Linked DNA regions of Sus scrofa: regions 2 and 3 are each linked to region 1. A link is a contact called in public HiChIP or PLAC-seq and promoter capture Hi-C data. All regions are on one chromosome and are shown on one strand. The core of a region is the stretch at or near the end of the contact, and the rest is flanking DNA. Distances in the headings are between cores, read along the strand shown.

Region 1 (3,611 bases), core at 319-2,818:
AGAGCCTAAGAGATTGCCAATGTTCACTAATAAGAGAAAAAACGGGAGTTCCCGTCGTGGCGCAGTGGTTAACGAATCCGACTAGGAACCATGAGGTTGCGGGTTCGGTCCCTGCCCTTACTCAGTGGGTTAACGATCCGGCGTTGCCGTGAGCTGTGGTGTAGGTTGCAGATGCGGCTCGGATCCCGCGTTGCTGTGGCTCTGGCGTAGGCCGGTGGCTACAGCTCCAATTCAACCCCTAGCCTGGGAACCTCCATATGCCGCGGGGAGCGGCCCAAGAAATAGCAACAACGACAACGACAAAAAAAAAAAAAAGAGAAAAAAGAAGGAGGTAGGGGGACAGACAGAATAAGAGGGAGGATGATAGAGATCCAAAGTGCAAAAAAAAAAAAAAAAGTTTAAAAAACAAGGAAAAGGGAAAAAAAAGGTCAGAGGCTAAGCTCACTCTCAATGTTAGGCAGTAAGAACAGTCAACATATTTCTACTCACAGTTGTTCACATGGACACAAAACTGCTTAATTCCATTTGAATCCATGAAAACTCTTGAAGGAAATGGGGAGTTACTCCTGAAGATAAGAGAGTTGTCTACACACACCCAACTCGAGGACCTGTGAGGGAATGGGAGGGAGAATAGACACATTTAGAAGGTGACCGACCGATGTCATTGCCAAAGAAAGGGCTCCTTGGGCAGCCACAGGACAACATGAAGATCTGATTATTCTACTGGATAGCCCTACTGCAGAGCCTCAGAAGAAGAGGGCGCTCCTGGGAAAAAATAAGGTAGTTCCACTCCTAGGAGTGGAAGTGGGGGCAGGAGGCACAAAGGTTAACAATCCCTAGGTCCAAGTATTACTTATTCTAGGGCTCCAGTCCCCTTTAGGATTCAACCTGAGCATTGCAGCTCACCTCACGCTGCCTGGAAGGCAGAAGGAGAAAACTGTCCTCGGATGGAGAAGATAGCAGTCCTTGTCGCAGCAGCAATTTATATCGCAGGTACCAGGAGTCAAGTCACAGACACAGATCGGTAAGACTACGAAAGTACAACATAAAGCAGAGCGAATGGGCTGAGGATCCCCAAACTCTTCGAAGTGTTAATTCCTCTTCTTTCGACAGCCCCACTCCTTACTTTGTGGCAATGCACTCTGTGCACAGAATTCTGATTCTAAGTCTGTAGTCTCCATCCCCAAATCCTCCCATCCCCCTCACCTGGGAAGACGTCCACGGTCCCATTCCCAGGCGCCGAGGGGGTCACCACATTAGGGCCCACTGTAGAGGTCCCAGGCACGGCCCAGGGAGTTTCAGTCCCCTCTGAGGAGGATTGAAGGGTCCCGCCCTGCGTCCTTGGCCCCACGTTCAAATGGGTAGGCACTGCTCCAGACGGGGACGGAGAAGGCTGAGGCTGGACCCCCTCAGGGATCATCAGGAACAACACCTGCAGTAACGACAGCAGAGAAGCGAACATGGGGGCAGTAGAGCATCAGCAAGCATTTGAGGTGGGCTCAGGCGGTCGCTAGGTGCGTCCCTAGAGCGTGGGGGGGAGGAGTCGCAAGGCGTATGACGTCATCCACAAGCGTTTGCTTATTGGCTCATGGAGATGGCCGAGAGCCTTCAGCCAATAGAAGGCGGCGTTGTTAAAGATCCTCAGCATCTTTCAGTCCGCGTCCTCCTTCTTTGGCCCGGCCCTCCTCTGCCTCTGTCGCTTGGCAACCGCCAAACTGGCGGAGGCGCTCTTGCTTCTTCTCTCCACTGAGTGGCAGTAGGAGTTCAGCCCAGGTCAAGGTACACCCAGTAGGCATACCGCGCAGACCTCAGGGCTCAGAGGGCTGAGACCTTCCTTGATAGAGGGAAGCAACAGAGGCTCGAAGTAGAATTGCGTATCTTTTTCACTTCGGATTATAAAGGTGAGAATCTTTTTCTAAAGAATGATAATGATAATTATCTCTCAGAGAAAAATACACTGAAGATCACATAACTTAAAAAAAAAGTCTCGGGAGTTTCCGTCGTGGTCCAGCGGTTAGCGAACCCGACTAGCATCCATGAGGAGGCGGGTTCCATCCCTGGCGTCGCTTGGTGGTTTAAAGATCCGGCGTTTCAGTGAGCTGTGGTGTAGGTCGCAGATGCGGCTGGGATCCAGAGTTGCTATGGCTGCGGTGTAGGCCGGAGGCTGCAGTTCTGATTGGACCCCTAGCTTGGGAACCTCCATATGGCGCTGTTGCGGCCCCCAAAACCAAAAACCAAAAAAAGAAGTCCCATCTAAGTATAATATTTTCGAGTAAATATATTAGAAAGATACAGTTCCTTAAATTTTAACAATGAGATTTTTTTTTTTTTTAAATGGTCAATGGATGAAGAAAATTTTATTTTTGCTATTATAAACTTCCATTTATTGTAGCCCTCCTTAGAAAGTTTTGGTTTTTCCCAGGAGTGGTACGCCTCTTCTGATTCTCTACAGCAGAACTTTATGCAGTGTGGGAAATGTTATCATGTTCTACACTGTTCAGTATGGAAGTCATAGACTATATGTTCTTGCCTTGTGCTTGAAATGTGGTTAATGTGACTGAGGATCTGAATTATTAAATTTTAATTAATTCAAAGTAAAATAACTTCATGTGACTCATAGCTAGCGTATTGGATAGTACAACTCTAGGGTATCAAAATCTTGCTCCTGCTGGATCAGGTATTTTTCTCAGTCTGCACAGTCCTGCTATCTGGGTTATTTCAATTGCTTGGTTTGGCGGTATCTGTTAAGAGTTATATAAAATCTGATACACATATCCAAAATCTAGCCAATACCTCCTTTTCTAAGTGAATCACTTGAGCAGATAAATTTTAGGACCCTGCCAATGCTCACATTCTCTGACATGATGTTGATGTTCTCATGTTTTGAAGTAGCTAAATATATCTCTGTTATAAATGTTCTCAAACATATTTTTATGTGATTGTGTGGTGGACTGCTGTAAGAGATACCTATATTTGTGTTTAGGCATAAAATATTTATCTACCTTTTTAGTAATTGCTGTAGGAAAAGGTCAAGTTCCTATTATTCCAAATATATGTATTTACTAGAATATAAGCTGCACAAAACAGAGGGTTTTGTCTGTTTTGTTCTCTGTATCTCATGCTTAGAACGGTACCCAGGACTTGCTAGATATGCATTAAATATTTTTAAAAAGACTGTTTCGGAGTTCCCGTCGTGGCACAGTGGTTAACGAATCCTACTAGGAACCATGAGGTTGCGGGTTCGGTCCCTGCCCTTGCTCAGTGGGTTAACGATCCGGCGTTGCCGTGAGCTGTGGTGTAGGTTGCAGACGCGGCTCGGATCCCGCGTTGCTGTGCCTCTGGCGTAGGCCGGTGGCTACAGCTCCAATTCAACCCCTAGCCTGGGAACCTCCATATGCCCCGGGAGCGGCCCAAGAAATAGCAACAACAACAACAACAACAACAACAACAACAACAAAAGACAAAAAAAAAAAAAAAAGACTGTTTCATTGAACTCTTTAGATTTAACTCATGAATATTTAATTAACTTATTTTTAGACACACAATGCATTTTTATTATAGAAAGAAGTATAAGTAAAAAGATCATATCACTTAGTCCCACTGTTCACTTA
Region 2 (3,611 bases), core at 728-3,227, 100 kb after region 1:
TAGAACCCTAAATAAAAATTTCAAGCAGGAGTTCCTGTTGTGGCACAGTGGAAACAAATCTGACTAGTATCCACAAGGATACAGGTTCGATCCTTGGCTTTGCTCAGTGGGTTAGGGATCCGACATTGCTGTGAGCTGTGGTGTAGGCAGACAAAGCTAGGATCATGCATTGCTGTGGCTGTGGTGTGGGCCAGCACCTATAGCTCTGATTCGACCCCTAGCCTGGGAACCTCCATGTGCCACAGGTACAGCCCTAAAAAACAAAACAGAAAACAAAAAAACAAAAAAACGTTCAAGCAGAAGTTTTTATGTAAGCAGCCTGAGGCCATGAGCAGTGGCTAATGTAGCATATATTTGCTCTAGGTTTAGTGATCAAATAATATTCAAACAATATTCAACTACCGCCACCACAGTAATCAAAATTACTCTGATAATTTCTTGGAGCCAGGGAACAATGAAAATATTATTTTAAGAAGACCAACCTGTGCAGGCATTGGAAGGATTTGGATTTGGAGAGAAGGGGCCAAAAGAGTAGTTCTGCCTCACCCCAAAGCAGGGCTTCTCATACAGCATGTGTGGGGATCACCATCCTTCATCCTTCCGAAGAATTTAATAATTCATTTCCTAGGAGAACTGGATGGAAGCTCTGGCTGCATTGGGTACTTGTAGTTATTCAAACAAAATCAGTAACCTCAGCTCTTTGTGCAGGATGAAAAATGAAAATTTGGCAAGCAAAATCCTGTCTACAGTGGCAGAGAGCATCACGAGATACCCCTTTGACTTCCAGGGTGCCAGGATCATCACTGGCCAAGAGGAAGGTGCCTATGGCTGGATTACTATCAACTATCTGCTGGACAAATTTATTCAGGTGATTATCCAACATCACCCAAGGAGGTGACGCCCTGGGGGCCAATACCATTGCTATCTAAGGATCACTAAGCAGAAAGAATGATGGATAAATGAACAAATTAATTTACCCTCACATTTGAAAGGGTAGCAGAGGTATAATTCTCTTACAAAAACTCTTACCATTGGAGAATAAGGAATCCATATCTTTACTTTATGGAACTATAGAAAAATTAAAAACTATCATTAAAATAAGGATAGCTAGTATTCGTCTAGTGCTGTGTGTCTTGTGCTGAGCAAAGCACTTTTCATGTATTGTTTGATTTAATCTTCAGAATAGCCATATGAGGTGTTCTCTCATTTTAGAACCTCAAATTGAGGCTTAGAGAATGTGATTGTTCTGCCCAAGATCACATGGCTAATGAGCAAATGAGTGGGGATTTGAACTTGAGTCTTTCTGACCCCAGACCTCATGTTTGTAAAGTGATTCTTTGTTGCTGCAGTCTGAGCTGTGTCTTTGAGCCCCTGTTTTCTTGCTGTTGATCTGATGCAGACTCAGGAACCTCTGGTGCTCCTGCTCCTTTGCCTTAGGAAGTCCTTAAGTCTAAGAAATAGTATGAAAAGGGGGGTGTCCAGAGACTTCTACCACTGGTGACTGTACTTTCTTTCAGAAATCAGGTTGGTTTAACCTGAAGCCAAGGAAAGGTGATACTCAGGAAACCTATGGAGCTTTAGACCTTGGAGGAGCCTCTACACAAATCACTTTTGTGCCCCAAAACCAAGTGCTCGAGTCTCCAGAAAACACGCTGCACTTCCGCCTCTATGGCAAGAACTACAGTGTATACACACACAGTTTCTTATGCTATGGGAAGGATCAAGCACTCTTGCAGAAACTGACCAAGGACCTTAAGGCAAGTATAATGAATCCAGACTATGCTCCCCACAACTGGGCCACAAGCCCCCACATCCTGTTGTTTTCCCTTTCTACTTCAGTAATTGGTCTGAAGTTGGCTACTGGACTTTCCAAATCTTTTCAGGCAGGATATCTCACTACGTCAGGTCAACCCCTGTGAATTGTCCCATCCAGACTCTTATCTCCTATGTTTGTTTACTGCATTATCTCCAAGGACACGAGTCAGATCCTTTCTTGCAAAATAGTTTCTCACCCTGTGGGGTTGAATATGAGAAGTACAGGCTAGAGTACTGATGTGTGTGTGGGTGTGTGCGCACGTGCACGCTTATGCAGACAACTTTAAGCTCTTTCTCACTTTTCCATCTCTGTTTCCTATGAACTTCAGAAAACAGGGTTAGAAAAAACATGGAAAGAGAAAAAAACTGCAGGGAAAACACAAAGTTTATTGATCAACACTTCAAATCTTGTCCCCAGACACTTTTTGCCTTTTGAAGGCAAGAAAAATTAAACATAGTCAAAATCATGTACCCACCCAACACACTCAGACACAGAGCAAGGATGTCAAACCCAGCTGTTCCCAGTCTACTGAAGGGACAACCAGTTATCTGCTTTCCTCCAAAGCACTCTCTCTGGTTCTCAGAAGCTAGATCAATAAGATGACTGCCATGGGAGGAGGGACTGCTGAGAGATACCTAGTGAGCCCTAAGGCTTCACTAAGCCTCTTATCCACAGCAGTCCCCTTTCTTCTCTTGAACATAGCAAGTTGTAGGTTAGAAATCATCTTGATACTCCTGCCTTAAATGATCTAAAGTGCTTCCAACTCTTGGAGATTTTGCTTTTTTTTTTTTTGCCTTTTTGTCTTTTTAGGGCCGCAACCATGGCATATGGAGGTTCCCAGGTTAGGGGTCCAATCAGAGCTGTAGCTGCTGGCCTATGCCATAGCCACAGCAATGCAGGATCTGAGCTGCGTCTGTGACCTACACCACAGCTCACAGCAACGCTGGATCCTTAACCCACTGAGTGAGGCCTTGTATCAAACATGCATCCTCATGATGCTAGTCGGGTTCGTTAACTGCTGAGCCACAACAGGAACTCCAAGCTTTTGCTTTTTTGCTTGGAGGTTGGAGCAGGGATATAGATAGGCAAACTCCCAGCAAATTACTACTAAAACTCAGAATTTTAAGAGCCTTGGGAGTTTTCCTAGTGAATCTGCTTCTGACCTATGCAACTATTACTAGGCACTAGGGGACATATAAAATGAATGGAGTTTCTGGGTCTAGTTTCAACTATATTAGCTTTCTAGGAGTAGTGAAATTTCATTTATATCCGATACCACTTCTGGTGCCTATTTTACAAATATGACTATTCCCAAGGGTAAAAAAGGCATCACAGGGACAAACTACTGCCAGTACTGAGTACTTGGATGTTGTTCAATTGCAACACATTAATGAAGTCTGACTGGTGCTTTTGCACCCAAGGCATTTGCACATGATGTCTTCAAGTGATTTTTCCATTTAGAATACAAATGGAACCATCCATGAACCATGCTTTCACTCTGGATACCAGAGGAGAATGAATGTGAGTCACCTTTATGAGGCTCCCTGCACCAGGAGATTTTTGACGTCTCTTCCATTTCCTGAACTTGAAATCCAAGGCACTGGAGACTTTCAGAAATGCCAGCAAAGCATCCGTCCACTCTTCAACACCAGTTACTGCCCTTACTCTCGTTGTTCCTTTGATGGGGTTTTCTTACCATTACCTCAAGGGGATTTTGCGGTAAGTTTGTGAAATGATGATGTTTTAGTTGAAATTATTTTGGTTGCAAACTACCAAATATGTACCTTCAAGGGGT
Region 3 (3,611 bases), core at 612-3,111, 85 kb after region 1:
ATTGTTTGTTGAAATACATTTCACATCGTATGATACAAACCACGTTTCTGTTATCCACCAGGGAAATGAAGAGCTTTTCTGGGGGAAGACAGTCATTATGAATTTTCCATTAATGTAGCAGTCGTCACATCTGGGAAGAAGTTCCCTGTTTGTGAGCACACCCTAGATAAGTCCACTTGGACCCCCATGTCTGGTACCCCTTTCTAAGAAGAGCTTGGCTTCCTCCCTGTGATAAGGGCTTTTGAAAACTATCTGTCACAGTTCACAGAAAACACAGTATTTTAATTCTTCCTCTCTCGGTAATCTAGTCAGTGACATGAGAAACAAACAGCCATTATTTTTTGATACTACAGCTTTTGAGAATTGTGTGTGGAAAATTCCTAAACTTCTTCTCAGATCTAAGTTCCTTTTCCTATAGTATCTTTAATAAGGTGAATATGACAAAAGGCTTGAATAATTGTGATAATATGGGTATCATTGCAAAAGCCAGGCAAGTGTGGAAAAGTATGCTTAACAACCGTTCAGTGATAGTAATGAGTTAGCAAGTGTTCTCATTAGGAAAGGAAACAATTAGAGTCACATCAAGCTGTTTCCTACCTCAGGCTTTTGCAGTTGCTGCTCCCTCTTCCTGGAATGTTCTTTCTCCTTCTTATAGCTGGTGTTTTCTCATCATCCAGGACTAAGCTCAAATGGTACCTTCTCAGAGAGACTTTCGTGACCTTCAGTCTAATCTCCCTACCCTAACTCTGCTGCAAGTCACTCTATCACATTCCTTGGTTTTAATTTCTTCTCAGCACTTAGTGTGACCTAAAGTCACTTATTTGAATACACATCTTTTGTGGTTTTTATATCTCCCTAACCAGATGTGAACTCCAAAGGGTGGGGACCTTGTCAGTCATTTTCATTGGATACTAAGGTTAATGCCTGAATGGATGGAAGGAAAATGAGATAATTAAAATTGTCATATTTATGGAAACAAAATAACTAAATAAGTAAACCTTTTGAGCAGTTTGGGGAGTAACACATTCAAAATTCTGCTTTAGTAGGAACATGGCTGCAGTGTGTGACCCTTAGGTATTAGATTTGTAATTTCTTTGTCAAAAAATATGTGCATGTTATAAGCTGTGCTTGTCAGTATTACAACTTTAGGAACTGAGGTAGTACTTAAGGAGCTCTTTTCCAGATTCCAGAGTGCTGGCAGTAAAAAGGACATTTCTGCCACATCAGTTGTATCAGGATGGTTTGGCTTCAAAGCATTTAAATCCTGACTCTAATTGGATCAAACATAATTCTCATGCAGCATCAGATCAAGGTTAGTTGTTTTAGCAGCTCAAAATGCTTCAAGAACTCAAGTTCTCTCCATCTCTCTGTTCTGCTGTTATTGGCTGGACAAGGTCTGAGGAAGAAGAGAGAATACTTTCTTTCTTTCCTATCCTTGCCCCAGCAGATTTCCTCCAGGGTCTCACGGGCCATTTTTGTCCCTTTGTTGAACCAGTCACTAGAGAGGGAATAGGATTATGCAGAACAATCAGCCCCTTTCCGGGAGGTGTGTGGGCTGCCAGGGGGAGTGGTAGGCATCTGAACAAAACTGAGGTTCCTTTGGGAGGGAAGAAGGGAGAAGTGCTATATACTTCATCTATTGTTCCTTCGTTTGGAAGCAATAGATAGTGGTGTTGCTGAAACTTTTTCTCCCAAGTTTTGTGCTGTTCAGTCTGATAGGTACAGACTGGTTCAGTGTTCTTGGGGTGGATGCAGACTGGAGACCCAGGCAGTTACAGTCCTTTGAAGTAAGTTCAAGCCTGTGCTCAGGAGCTGGAGGGGGAGCTCTGCATTGGGAAAGCTACAGCTGCTGAGCAAGAGGGAAAGAGGAGGCAGGACCTCAGCTTCCTCTTTCAGCTGTTTTAATCCCATGCCCTGTCCTTAGAGAAGTGCAGACTATTTTGGAGAACCCATCTAATGTCCACATGCTTCTTTATTACTTGATTCTATTTTTCTTCCCTAAGAAGAAAGTTTGGGGATAATTTGGGAAGCTGAGAGGGGAAGAATGAGAATGGAGGGAATGGGGTAACCACTCCATCTCTTTTTCACCTCTGATCAAAGTAAATTTACCTTTTATAGAATTCTCCTTCTGGAGCTTTTTAATGTCCCATGATGGTGAGAGTATAAACGCGATAGTCAAGATGATGTGAATGGTGAAATGTTCAAAACTCCACAGCCCCTGTGCTGTTATGCTGTTACCAATTACTTCACATATAAGTGTGGTTGAAGTGCAGGGGTTGTGTCAAGCCAAGAAAGGCCACGAAACAGAAGGGTTTTGATGTTTGATGATATCTTCTGAATGCTTTTTAACATAGTAATTACTCTTGGTAGATTTTAAAAATGCAAATGGTATCCTTGTTTTCTTTGTTACTTGAGCTTTGATAAACTTATGTGACCTATTAAACTGCCAGTTTGGGATTTTTTTTCCCCCTCCTCATCCCATGTCCGATCACTGATCTCATTCTGCCCCTTCTTCTTACCACAGCCACTGAGTCATTCTGGCCCTCAACACAGCACAGAGACATCCTTTTATTCTTATTTCCTACTTATTTTGCAAGTGCATCATGGACCAGACTTCTCTATCTTTGCTGTCTCCAGAAAGTCAGCATAAGACCATACAGAAGGGGAAGAAAAATAAATGTGTGTTGATTTCTTATTGATATTTTCTCTTCTTTTGGTTTTAGAGTCTGAACTGAAGACATTTTGCTCCAAAAACATACTGGTCATCCTTGGCTTCTCCTCCATCATTGCTGTGATAGCATTGCTTGCTCTGGGGCTGACCCAGAACAAACCATTGCCAGAAAATGTTAAGGTAACTCAAACCCATGTGTGTAGTGTGTGTTTGTGTGTGTGTGTGAACACGTGTGTTTGAGGGGCCCTGAGTGGGACCTGGGAGGAAAGGGAGGTTATGGTAAACTAGAGCATCCAGGAGGGACTTTTCAGAAGCCCAGGAACAAGTCAGTCTCCTTTGGACTAAGAGAGTAAAGTGGCAGCGAATGTACATTTTGGAAAAAGGAATGACTTGAATCAGTTAGTGATGGGAAGATAATTGTCAGCAAATTAATTAAATCAGTATTCCAACAGAGACAAATGCTTTATCCATCACACGCAGACCTCTGATAGCCAGTGCTGATACTCTACAATCTAGTAGTATCTCTGCTTCTTACTCTCATTGTTTCATTGTGGAAACAATGACGTCTTTGTTTATTGGACACTGCACTCTTTGTTCTTCTTACTCCATTGTTATCACTGTCACCAAAATAATAAAATTTATTAGATAGCTAGCTCCATATACATTGTGGAAGTCAGAGATCCCCATCTCCAAAATATTCAAGGGATCAATTTTTAAAAATCACTTTTAAAAAAGCCCCCATAGAACATATTTATGTATCAACTATAGTAAGTTGCAGTGAATTCATGGATGGACAAATTTCTTATGAAATGGACACATTTGAAGAGCTAAGTTAATATCATTAAAGACAGTTAAGGTCATTTACTGTGATTTATTTCTGCTTCCTTTCAAATTCATCAAAGTAAAATTTCAAAGACATGAATATCTCACAAGTATCTTA

The links. Promoter capture Hi-C pulls out the DNA fragments that hold promoters and counts their contacts. HiChIP or PLAC-seq counts read pairs in DNA pulled down with a chosen protein or histone mark.
Region 2: an H3K27ac HiChIP or PLAC-seq map of alveolar macrophages shows a contact between it and region 1. The contact joins the enhancer-like site here to the promoter of TCTN3 in region 1. A contact is called at or near these places in 2 of 5 promoter capture datasets (fetal liver and liver), 25 of 47 Hi-C or Micro-C datasets (adipocytes, adipose tissue, alveolar macrophages and 15 more) and 1 of 2 datasets of contacts at active chromatin or transcription factors (alveolar macrophages).
Region 3: a promoter capture Hi-C map of fetal liver shows a contact between it and region 1, with 2.6 times the contacts expected there. The contact joins the enhancer-like site here to the promoter of TCTN3 in region 1. A contact is called at or near these places in 1 of 5 promoter capture datasets (fetal liver), 8 of 47 Hi-C or Micro-C datasets (adipocytes, blood, fetal liver and 5 more) and 1 of 2 datasets of contacts at active chromatin or transcription factors (alveolar macrophages).

The regions. Positions count from the first base shown.
Region 1 is chr14:107,261,796-107,265,406 of Sscrofa11.1, forward strand. It overlaps TCTN3 (tectonic-3), which reads right to left and starts at 1,569. Exons shown (of 14, transcript XM_021074244.1): 1 at 1,207-1,569; 2 at 907-1,030; 3 at 490-608. The coding sequence starts at 1,462. It also overlaps a transcript of ENTPD1 not described here and the pseudogene LOC100153551.
Region 2 is chr14:107,364,439-107,368,049 of Sscrofa11.1, forward strand. ENTPD1 (ectonucleoside triphosphate diphosphohydrolase 1) reads left to right here. Exons shown (of 10, transcript NM_214153.1): 5 at 709-868; 6 at 1,518-1,757; 7 at 3,278-3,535. Among named protein-coding and RNA genes, the nearest start is that of CC2D2B, 46 kb to the right of the region's middle. Within about 2 kb of position 1,978, at least 3 of the 83 cell types and tissues checked have an H3K27ac peak or open chromatin away from gene starts, as enhancers often do. A contact at or near this core is called in alveolar macrophages, where this site is marked.
Region 3 is chr14:107,346,495-107,350,105 of Sscrofa11.1, forward strand. ENTPD1 (ectonucleoside triphosphate diphosphohydrolase 1) reads left to right here. Exons shown (of 10, transcript NM_214153.1): 2 at 2,724-2,851. Among named protein-coding and RNA genes, the nearest start is that of ENTPD1, 52 kb to the left of the region's middle. Within about 2 kb of position 1,862, at least 11 of the 83 cell types and tissues checked have an H3K27ac peak or open chromatin away from gene starts, as enhancers often do. A contact at or near this core is called in alveolar macrophages and fetal liver, where this site is marked.